3 separate regions of the Sus scrofa genome follow, and regions 1 and 2 are each linked to region 3. The links are chromatin contacts, called in public HiChIP or PLAC-seq maps. All regions are on one chromosome and are shown on one strand. The core of a region is the stretch at or near the end of the contact, and the rest is flanking DNA. Distances in the headings are between cores, read along the strand shown. Region 1 holds the start of NR3C1 (nuclear receptor subfamily 3 group C member 1). Region 2 overlaps ARHGAP26 (rho GTPase-activating protein 26). Region 3 has its middle 150 kb from the start of NR3C1.

What was found. HiChIP or PLAC-seq counts read pairs in DNA pulled down with a chosen protein or histone mark.
Region 1: a contact with region 3 is called in an H3K27ac HiChIP or PLAC-seq map of skeletal muscle. The contact joins the promoter of NR3C1 here to the enhancer-like site in region 3. A contact is called at or near these places in 10 of 47 Hi-C or Micro-C datasets (adipocytes, embryonic fibroblasts, fetal heart ventricle and 5 more) and 1 of 2 datasets of contacts at active chromatin or transcription factors (skeletal muscle).
Region 2: a contact with region 3 is called in an H3K27ac HiChIP or PLAC-seq map of skeletal muscle. The contact joins two enhancer-like sites. A contact is called at or near these places in 1 of 47 Hi-C or Micro-C datasets (skeletal muscle) and 1 of 2 datasets of contacts at active chromatin or transcription factors (skeletal muscle).

What each region holds. Positions count from the first base shown.
Region 1 is chr2:144,928,209-144,931,500 of Sscrofa11.1, reverse strand. NR3C1 (nuclear receptor subfamily 3 group C member 1) reads left to right here and starts at 1,804. Exons shown (of 10, transcript NM_001008481.1): 1 at 1,804-2,173.
Region 2 is chr2:144,572,822-144,576,016 of Sscrofa11.1, reverse strand. All of the region lies in intron 12 of ARHGAP26 (rho GTPase-activating protein 26), which reads right to left. Among named protein-coding and RNA genes, the nearest start is that of ARHGAP26, 270 kb to the right of the region's middle. Within about 2 kb of position 1,761, at least 8 of the 83 cell types and tissues checked have an H3K27ac peak or open chromatin away from gene starts, as enhancers often do. A contact at or near this core is called in skeletal muscle, where this site is marked.
Region 3 is chr2:144,778,905-144,782,161 of Sscrofa11.1, reverse strand. No RefSeq gene overlaps it. Among named protein-coding and RNA genes, the nearest start is that of NR3C1, 150 kb to the left of the region's middle. Within about 2 kb of position 1,586, at least 6 of the 83 cell types and tissues checked have an H3K27ac peak or open chromatin away from gene starts, as enhancers often do. A contact at or near this core is called in skeletal muscle, where this site is marked.

The DNA.
Region 1 (3,292 bases), core at 555-3,054, 150 kb before region 3:
TTCCAGAAGTCGCGGCAGAGCGGCCGCCGCCGGGCCGAGCGCGGCGGGAGGCGAGAGGAGCAGCGGCCGAGCGCCAGGGGCAGGGCAGGGTGGAGCTGCGGCAGCCTCCGCCCCCGTCTGCAGCTGGCAAGCGCTGTCACCTGTGGGGGCGCAAAAGTTCCCTCCCCAAACCCTAAAGCCACACAGCACAACCTTTCCCCGAGTCACAAAAATCGTAATATGTGCGGCCCAAGGTAGGAGGCTCGGTCCCAAACGTTCCCAAGCCCTCTGGACGCGGCGGGCCGGGGAAGGGGGCTGGGGAGGGGGCCTCCCGCGCGGACACCCCTCACCGCACGCCCCTCTCTTTGGGGAAGGGCCACGTGTTTCCTTCGAGCCGAGGAGGAGGCGCCTAACGGGCACAGCTGGAAGGAGTTTAATGCTGACATTTTAAAGCTGCGTGTGTTCTGTTTTATTTGGAGGGGCAGGGGTCCCACGAACACGAAAGGGTGGGCGACGCTTTGAGGAGAGTGCAGCAAATGTCAAGATTCGGGGGCGAGGGGCCTCCACGGGAAACTTGGATGCGGGCCCTGGAGGGGGTGGAAAGAGAGGTCAGGAGTTGCGGGGTTGGCGGGGGGAGGAGGGTGTACTTTGCAAGCAACTTACTGTTTCGCCTGCAACTTGATTTGGGGCCTGCCACCTCCTGCTTTCCTTTAAAAAATAATTAAAAAGTGCAAAGAAATCTAGTTCGCCGGAGGTTTTGCATTTGGCGTGCAACTTCCTTCAAGTGTGAGCGCGCTAGGAGGGAGGGAGGGCGGGCTGGGGGTTGAACTTGGCAGGCGGCGCCTTCTTCTGCCGCCGCCGCCGCCTCGCAGACTCGGGGAAGAGGGTGGGGGACGGTCGGGGCGCGGGGGAGGGTGGGTTCTGCTTTGCAACTTCTCTCCGGGTGCGAACGAGCGGCGGCGGCTGCAGAGTGGGCCGCCCAGACGATGCGGGGGAGGGGGACCCTCCGGCACGCGACTCTCCCCGGGCCCAGAGTACGTATGCGCGGACCCCCTCCGCTCCCCGAAGCCTCCCCAGAGGGCGTGTCTGGCCTTCCAGTCCCGCAAGCGGCCGACGCGCTGCGGCACTGTTTCCGTGCAACCCCGCAGCCCCGTGTGAAGTGACACGCTTCGCACAGTTCGGCCCGGGGGCCACGGCGCGGACCACCCCCGCGGCTGTGCTGCGGGCCGCGCCCTGGCTCCCGCAGCCAGCCCGCTGTCACCCGCTGGGACGCCGGCGGCGGTGGCCGCCGAGGGACAGGGCGAACCCCGGAGTGGGTCCGGAGTCGCAGAGCTGGGCGGGGGCGGGAAGGAGCGGCGAAGAGAAACTAGAGAAACTCGGTTCCCTCCGGAGCCCGTCCCAGAAAGACCAGGTCGGCCGCCGCCGCCTCTTTTTTCCTGGGGCGGGGGGGGGGGTCGGGGGACGGGGATCGGCCCCGCGCGGCCGGAGGGCTGCCTGGGTGGGGGCCGTGCCTGGGGCCGCCGGCGTGCAGGCGCCGTCGCGGCCGGGGCGGCGGGGCGGGCGCGGAGGGCGTGGGGGCGGGGGCCACGGCCGCCCCTGCAGTTGCCGAGCGTCGCCAACAGGTTGCATCGTTCGCCGCCGCCGCCGCGCGGCCCCTCGGGCGGGGAGCGGCCGGGGGTGGAGTGGGAGCGCGTGTGTGTGCGAGTGTGTACGCGCCGTGGCGCCGCCTCCGCCCGCCCCCAGCTCGGTCCCGCTTGCTCGCCGCGGCCGGGCGGCCCTTTCGCGTGTCCGCGCTGCCTCCCCTCCTCCTCCTCCTCCTCCTCCATTTTGCGAGCTCGAGTCTGTGACGGGAGCCCGAGTCACCGCCCGCCCGTCGGGGACGGGTTCTCGTGGGTGGAAGGAGCCGCCGCGGCTGGAGCGGCTGGAGCGGCGGGGCGCCGGCAGCGAGGACGCGCGCCCGGGAGCCCCGGCCGGCGGAGCGGGGCGGGGGGCCGGCTTGTCAGCGGGGAAATGGGGGACTTTCTTCGCTAGGGGCCCTCCCCTCCCCCCATGGAGAAGGGGGCGGCTGTTTACTTCCTTTTTTTTTAAGAAAAAAAAAATCGCTCCCGCTCCTCCTGCTTTCACACGCTAAGTTGTTTATCTCGGCTGCGGTGGGAGCCGCGGACGGCGGCGGTGAGCGGCGCCGCGGGCAGAGGTAAGGGGAGGGGAGCGGCAGGCAGGACGGGCCGGGGCCGGGGCTGGGGCCGCGAGGGCGCTCGCCCCCCGAGGTGCGGGGCTGGGGCTCGGGGGCCGGCTCCCGGGCCGCCGCCGGAGCCTGCAAACTTTTATTAGCCGCGGGGAGTGGGGGTGGGGGCCAGCGAGGGCCCGGTGGTGGTGACGAAAGGGCAGCGGGCGGGTGACAGCGCTGGCCTCTTCCTCTCCCTGGGCCGCGGTCCCCGGGCCGGGCCGAGGGGGAGGAACCCGAGCTCGCAGCGAGTGGAGCCTCGTCGAGCCGCCCGGGTTTCCAGCCTCGGCTTCCCTGGCCAGGCGTCCTTGCCTCTGTGTGTTGGCCCCCACGTCCCTTTGCTTTTCGCTCCCAGGAGGGCCTCCCGGACATCCCCTTTGCGGGTGAACGCTGAGCCGCATCTGGATCCTACTCGCCCGAGTCTTTGCACTCCACCGAGAGCGCCCGAGCGCGAGCAGGGTCTGTGCCGAGGTGCCAGTGCGTCTCCCTGCTGGCGGGCGCTCAGGGTGTGTGTGTCTGTGTGTGTGCGCGCGTGGACACATGCGGGGGGCTGACAGCCTGCCCCTCGGAGACTTGGGCCGGGCTGGCGTTGTCTGGTGGAAGTGGGCGTGTCGGGGGAAGAACTCAACAGGTCTGCACACATTTCTCTTTGAACCCCGCACTTGCTTTCGCCCCCTCCTCCGAAGGTTTGTTCTTTGGCGCTCGGCATCCCTTCGCGTCTGACGTTTGGAAGCGGCCCCCTTTAGGAAAAGACCCTCCCCAGCCATACTCGCTGCGTGGTGCGGTTTGTGACACGCGCTGGTTTGTCGCTGGGAGATTGCAGACGTGGTAATTGCAGCCCTGTAATGCCACTTAAGACCCCTGGCCATGGTTCGTTAAGGCCGATTACTGGGACAGGGTTATTTGCAATGTAAACGGGGGTATTAGGTCCTTTGAGGGTTCGTTTCGTTTTATGGAGTATTGTTTTGGTTTCGAGTTTGAAGGCAGCTGTCAAAGCGGCCTGGAAATTCATTAGGCTCCAGTTGATTCGTGGTGTTTAGAGATCGTTATCAGGTAAAGGCGGCGGAGGGCGGGGAGATCAGCAATTCA
Region 2 (3,195 bases), core at 512-3,011, 210 kb after region 3:
GATCACGAGGACAGTAAGAAGCACAGTAACGAGGCGCCTGTTCGCTCCCCCGCCACATGCTGGGCTCTAATCCTCACGTCAAGGCTCTCAGGGAGGGGCTCTGATTTATCCCCACTTTACAGATAAGGAAACAGAGGCTTGCAGGCCCAGCTCTGAGCCACGGTCCCACGGCCGGCGGGCCTGGAGGGTCACCCACACGGCTCTCCCGGTCCAGCCGGCAGGACCCACGCTCGGGAAATGACCTGCAATTCAGTCAAAGACGGGCACCCAAGGATGCTCAGCCTGACGGTGCTCCCTAAAGCAAAAGTCTGGCAAGGACATTCGAGACCAATGACAGGAGCTGGTTCAACACACCAGGATAGACTCTTAGGACAACGCCCAACCATCATTACACATGGCATTTAGAAACCATTTTCGCCTTCTAGAAAAATCTGTGTACCTTTTCATTAATTATTTATTTATGTGGGCCACACGCGCAGCATGCAGAAGTTCCCAAGCCAGCAATCCAACCTGGGCCACAGACGTGACCAGAGCCATAGCAGTGACAACGCCAGATCCTTCATCTGCTGAGCTACAAGGGGACTCTTCATGTAAATTTTTACAAGCAGAATGCCAACAAGGATATTCAGTATAAGGCCAGTTAAGTCAAACTGACAAAATACACATGAGACATCACGAGAAAAAGGCAAAGGAAGAAATATCTCCGGGATGATATTACAGTTTAGTTTTATTGGATTTTTGAAATCCACTGCTGTATTCTCTTAATATTCCACAGTGAGTTCATTTTTTTTTTTTTTTTTTAAGGGCCACACTGGTGGCAGATGGAGGTTCCCAGGCTAGGGGTCGAACTGGAGCTGTAGCTTCCAGCCTACACCACAGCCACAGCAACGCCAGGCCCGAGCCAGGTCTGTGACAGACACCACAGCTCACGGCAATGCCAGATCCTTAACCCACTGAGTGTGGCCAGGGATCAAACCCACATCCGCAAGGACACTAGTCGGATTCGCTTCCACTGTGCCACGACGGCAACTCCCAAATTATTTTTATAATAAGCAAAAACACAAGCTGTTCAACCTCTTAGGAATGAGGTTCATTTCACGTCTACACCCTGCAGATAACCAGATCCTAGTTCCAACTTTGCAAGTCTTTCTCCGGTCACTGCTCTTCTTCCTGCCTCCGGTGTGAATGACGAGCGGGCACCTGTGGTGGGTTCTTGAGCATTCTATGGATGCAAAGGATTCTTGGGTTAAAGACAAACTGGGAGGGACGAAGGGACGTTGACTGGGAAGCAAAGAGGCGGGCACCTGAGGAAGTCCAGCTGGAAACCCATCCAGCTCGGCTGTGGGCACCTGTCTGCAGCCTAGTGCATCCACAGACAGTGTAGAGATTACACACCCACACGCACGGGATGGGCCATCTGTCTATCACCTCCCAGGGGTCTCAATTTACTCCAGAAAGCAGAGGCACATGTTGCGCTGGTGGGTGTCCTCGGCCCTCAGTGCTCGTGTCACCCAGGGCCACGGGTCCTTAAGAATTCCAAGAGGTATTAACTGAATGAAGCCTGGCCTCCGGCAATTAAGTCTAGTGAAAGGCTGAGGTCAGAACACACAGCAACACGTCCAACAAGAATGGGAAGCAGAAAAAAGGGTGATGTCCCTTTGAAGAGCCAGCTGGGGCGGGAAGTCCCAAGAAGGCCACTTTAGGGCACCTCGAGCTTGGTCCTCAGAAATGACCCGACTGACCAATGACTGGAGCGAACACTCCCATTACGGAAAGCACGAGAAGCCAAGATTAGATCGCCTCTCTCTGCCCAGTCTGCCACCTCCACACAGCTGGCAGAGCAGCGGGAGAGCAGCCTTTCTGTAAACAAGCTAATCTTTTTAGAGCTAAGTAGGCAGAGACGTTTATCATTTAAAACTTCAAACCTGGTAAAGCGAAAGTCACAAAGAAAGCCTGCCTTTCCCCTGCTCTCTAGCGCTGGACTGTGTATCCTCTCTAACAAGGTCCCGAGTTTCCAGCTGCCCTCAGGTGGGACTACAGCACAAGAGCGGCCTGGGCTGAGGACAGGCCCCTCCTGGCTCCCCCTCCTGCTTCTGACTCATTTCAAAATGAGAATGCGCCCATTCGCATAACGCCTTTGGGGAGCAAATCTCACACCTGCAGCCAAACATAAAGCCGGGAACAGGACGCACAGACTCGAGATCTGCATTAAGGTGGCAAAGGGTAAGATGGGAAGAGGAGGGGTTCCTGCCCAGGCAGAGTCTCATTCTTTTTATTATTTCTTAATTTTAATTTAATTTAATTTTTTGTCTTTTTTGCCTTTTCTTGAGCTGCTCCCGTGGCATATGGAGGTTCCCAGGCTAGGGGTCGAATCAGAGCTGTAGCCACCAGCCTACGCCAGAGCCACAGCAACGCAGGATCCGAGCTGCATCTGCACCCTACACCACAGCTCACAGCAACGCCAGATCCTTAACCCACTGAGCGAGGCCAGGGATCGAACCCGCAACCTCATGGTTCCGAGTCGGATTCGTTAACCATTGCGCCACAACAGAACTCCTTGTTCTTTTTAACAAGAGAGGGAAAACCAATGACCATCGTTTTGCCGTCTCCGTGACTGACACAGGAGAGATCGCCTGCTCAGTAGAAAAGCTTCGGGAGCAACAAAGCAGACTTCCTTCCTCTCCGCTACCCAAACTCCCATCTCGGCCTTCGCTCCACTGCTGGGTAAGAATCTGACCAACCAGAGAAAACTCAGCATCACTGTATGTTGCTGACAATCCAGGAACAAATCTAGGGAAGGTTCCTGAGGGCAGAATCCACGGTCAAGAGGCCATTGCAGGACTGGCAAAAACAGCAGACTGGTTTTTGAATTGCGTACTTAGGGATTAACGCAACCAAGAACACAGAAGAGCCTCTCGGCAGAAAACCAAAACTCTAATAAAGGTGTGATGAGACGGAAGGGCATTCCAAGCCCTTGGAGGAGGTGAGTGAGGAGTCCACAGGTGTCCATGTTCCACAGGTGAGTCTGTACAGTTCGGTGCAATCCTACGTGAAAAATTGAAGTTTTTGAGACACGTCTCAAACTTACTTTATAGAGATGGGTAAAGGTCCATAAGCAGCTACGTCAACCCTTAAGGGGAATCAACAGAGGAAACCAATGACCAGATATTAAGACTCACCCCAAAGTCATCATAT
Region 3 (3,257 bases), core at 337-2,836:
AGTGGGTTAAGGATCCAGCATTGCTGTGAGCTGTGGTGTAGGTGGCTCTGATCTGGTGTGGCTGGGGCTGGGGCTGGGGCTGGCAGCTGTAGCTCCGATTTGACCCCTAGCCTGGGAACCTCCACATGCTACAGGTGCAGCCCTGAAAAAGCAAAAAAATAAAAAATAAAAAAATTAAGAGTGGATCAGCTCTGGAAGCAGACAGACCTATGTTGGAATTTTAGTTTTATCACTTCCTAGCTTGCGTGACCTCCTTGATGCTCAGTTTCCTCATCTATAAAATTCCACCATCTTGTTCACATATTTTGAGGAGTCACGATTCATGCATGTATACTAGGGTCCAGTATCTAGGAAGACAGCAGTGAATGGTCTTGCGAGAAGTAAATGATATTGCGAGAAGGTCGAGGGACTGGGTGAACATTGCACAAACCTCCAGACAGCCCTTATTGCCTCGTGTTCTGATCACGCTGAATGCGCCTCTCTTTGTTCCCTCTCTCTCTTCACGCCCCTTTGTGTCTTGGTCTTTGCTGTCCTCGTGTGGGGGACACTTTCTCATTCGCCTCAGTCGTGGACTCCTCTCCAACCTCCAATATCATCTCCACCATCATTGCACAAAGAAGGTTTGATCGGTACCTACCTCCCGAATAGAAAGGTCTGCTCTTCCTCGGACCTGGAGCATACCTGCCACACACAGCAAAGTGTAGCAGTGCCACGCGGTAAACTCTGGGTATTGCACACCGCCCATCCCCAAGGCCAGCTGCGGGTTCCCCAGGACAGAGATCACGTCTCCTCCTTCCTGGTTTAAAGAGCTCCTGGCACACAAGAGGCCATCAGGAAATGTTTGCTGAGGAGTTCCTGTCATGGCACAGTGGTTAACGAATCTGACTAGGAACCTTGAGGTTGTGGGTTTGATCCCTGGCCTTGCTCAGTGGGTTAAGGATCCGGCATTGCCATGAGCTGTGGTGTAGGTTGCAGACGTGGCTTGGATCCTGCGTTGCTGTGGCGCTGGCGTAGACCCCTAGCCTGGGAACCTCCATATGCTGCAGGAAGTGGCCCTAGAAAAGACAAAAAAAAAAAAGAAATGTTTGCTGAATGGAACCCTAAAAGTGGAGGGTGACTGCCCTAGAAAGCTGATGGGCTCCCTCTAAGGAAAAACAGAAAGGACATGGATGATGCTGTATCCTGGGAAACTTCAGTTAGACACCAAGAATTCCCTTAGCGAGAGTGTCAGATGACAGACGGAGTTCCCGGGGGACCGTGTGGAATGTCCTCTTTGGGTCTTGGAAAAGGAATCATTCTTATTTGGGGGCGATTCTGCTGTGGGCTTGCTCGAAGGCGGGTCTCCAGCCTCATGCGACCTTCATAAAACCACCCGGAAGTCATCCCGATGACAGAGAAGGGTCTTCTGGCTCCCGGCCAGCTGGTCATCCAGATGCTTTCTTGTGCTGAGAACTAGCCGGAAGGCTGGGCAAGGACGCGGCTGTGCGCCTGCCCTGAGGCTGGCAGGTCTCTCTAGTAAGTCTGCCTCCCGGGGTGAGCAGGGGTGCAGCTCCCCAAGGACCACGACGTCACCTTGTGCTCAAGCAGCCGCGTCTGATGACCCAATTCCTTTCCACCGGAAGTCAGAGGAGGACAGGAAGGAGGGGCTGTGGTCTAGAGCACGGCCTCTCCCGCCTCTTCCGCTGCTGCTCAGCCTCCCACGTGTCATGAGGCAGCTGCCACGGGCCAGGCCTGTCCTCATGGAGGGAGGAAGAGGGATACAGGCCTCACACATTTTATGACAAACAAGGAATTAGTTATAGATGGAAACCACTATGAAAGGTCAAAAGGGTGTGATAGGAGGAACAATGGGAAAAGAAAGACAATTCCCACTGGCCGTCATTCCCTCATCTGACACAGGCCAGACAAGTGCTACTCTCCCATTTTTTTTTTTTTCCCATAGATAAAGTTTCAGGAAAGGCAAAAAAATCCAGCTACTAAAACAAATCTTTCCAATCTACCCTTCCCTCGCCCCACGCACAAAGGACAGACAGCCACGGAGTGAAAAGAAACATCTTTTGTTGTTGTTGTCTTTTTAGGGCCATTCCACAGCATATGGAGGTTCCCAGGCTAGGGGTCAAATCAGAGCTGTAGTTGCTGGCCTACGGGTGTCTGCAACCTACGACACAGTTCACGGCAGCACGAGATCCTTAACCCACTGAGCAAGGCCAGGGATCGAAGCTGCGTCTTCATGGATGCCAGTCAGATTCATTTCCGCTGAGCCACGATGGGAACCCCAAAAGAAACATTTTAAGAGTTCACAGAAGACCTGGGAGTCACCAAATGTGATTTGGTACCTGGAGAAAGGGCCTGTGAATTCAAGTCTTGACTCATTTGCTGGTTAGCCTCGGGAAGGCACATCAGCTACTCGAGTTTTAGCAAACAGAGGATGGGGCCAGCCTCCTGGGGTCAATGACACACGAGACTTGATGGATACACAATGTGACAGGAGTTGGGCTGTGGGATACTTTGGGTCGCGATTTTGACCATCTCCACTGAAAATTGTTCTGCATTGGCCCAAACAGCCAGGTGATGCTGAGTGGAGTCTGAAGGAGGCAGCCCTGGCAGACCCTCCCACACTGTGAGTCTCACCTACCTTGAGCGGGAACCGAGTTGGTTAGAGGCTCCCTTGGCTGCGACGCAGGCTGAACCGGGGCAGTCCTGACTAGCCTGGCACAGTGAACGGCCACAGCCTAGCTTAGTGCCATTAAAAGCAGGGTGAGCCCACGACGCAGACCACATGTGCATAAGAGAGACGCGTGGTATCCGACTGGAGGTCAAGGAGGAAATGAGAAAAGAAGGAACGAAAACCCTGATATAATTCTCCAAAGAACAGATGCGTTTGAGGTCTGAGAAAATCTTTCATTCCTGTGACTTCAAGTGTCAATAAAGTCTCTTTCTAACCAAGGTGATCTTAGGACCAATCACAGCCAGAGCAGGTAAACGAACCACCAAACCAGCCACAAGACGGGACCTGATGTGCGCTCTGCTCTGAGGGGCTGCCAAAAGCAACGTGAGAATGAAAACCTTTCCCGTTAACAAGATGTCAAAGGCGAGGTGACAGGGGAGGCGAGTGGAAGGAACGAGGCCGTTGGTAAGATGCAAATCCGTACATACGTTTCAGTGGCCGCATGGGGGGCATCGCATATACACGTGGGCCCCCCGCAAGGTCTCGCCCAGGTACCAAATGACTTCAGGCACGTACGAGGCTGCAGATG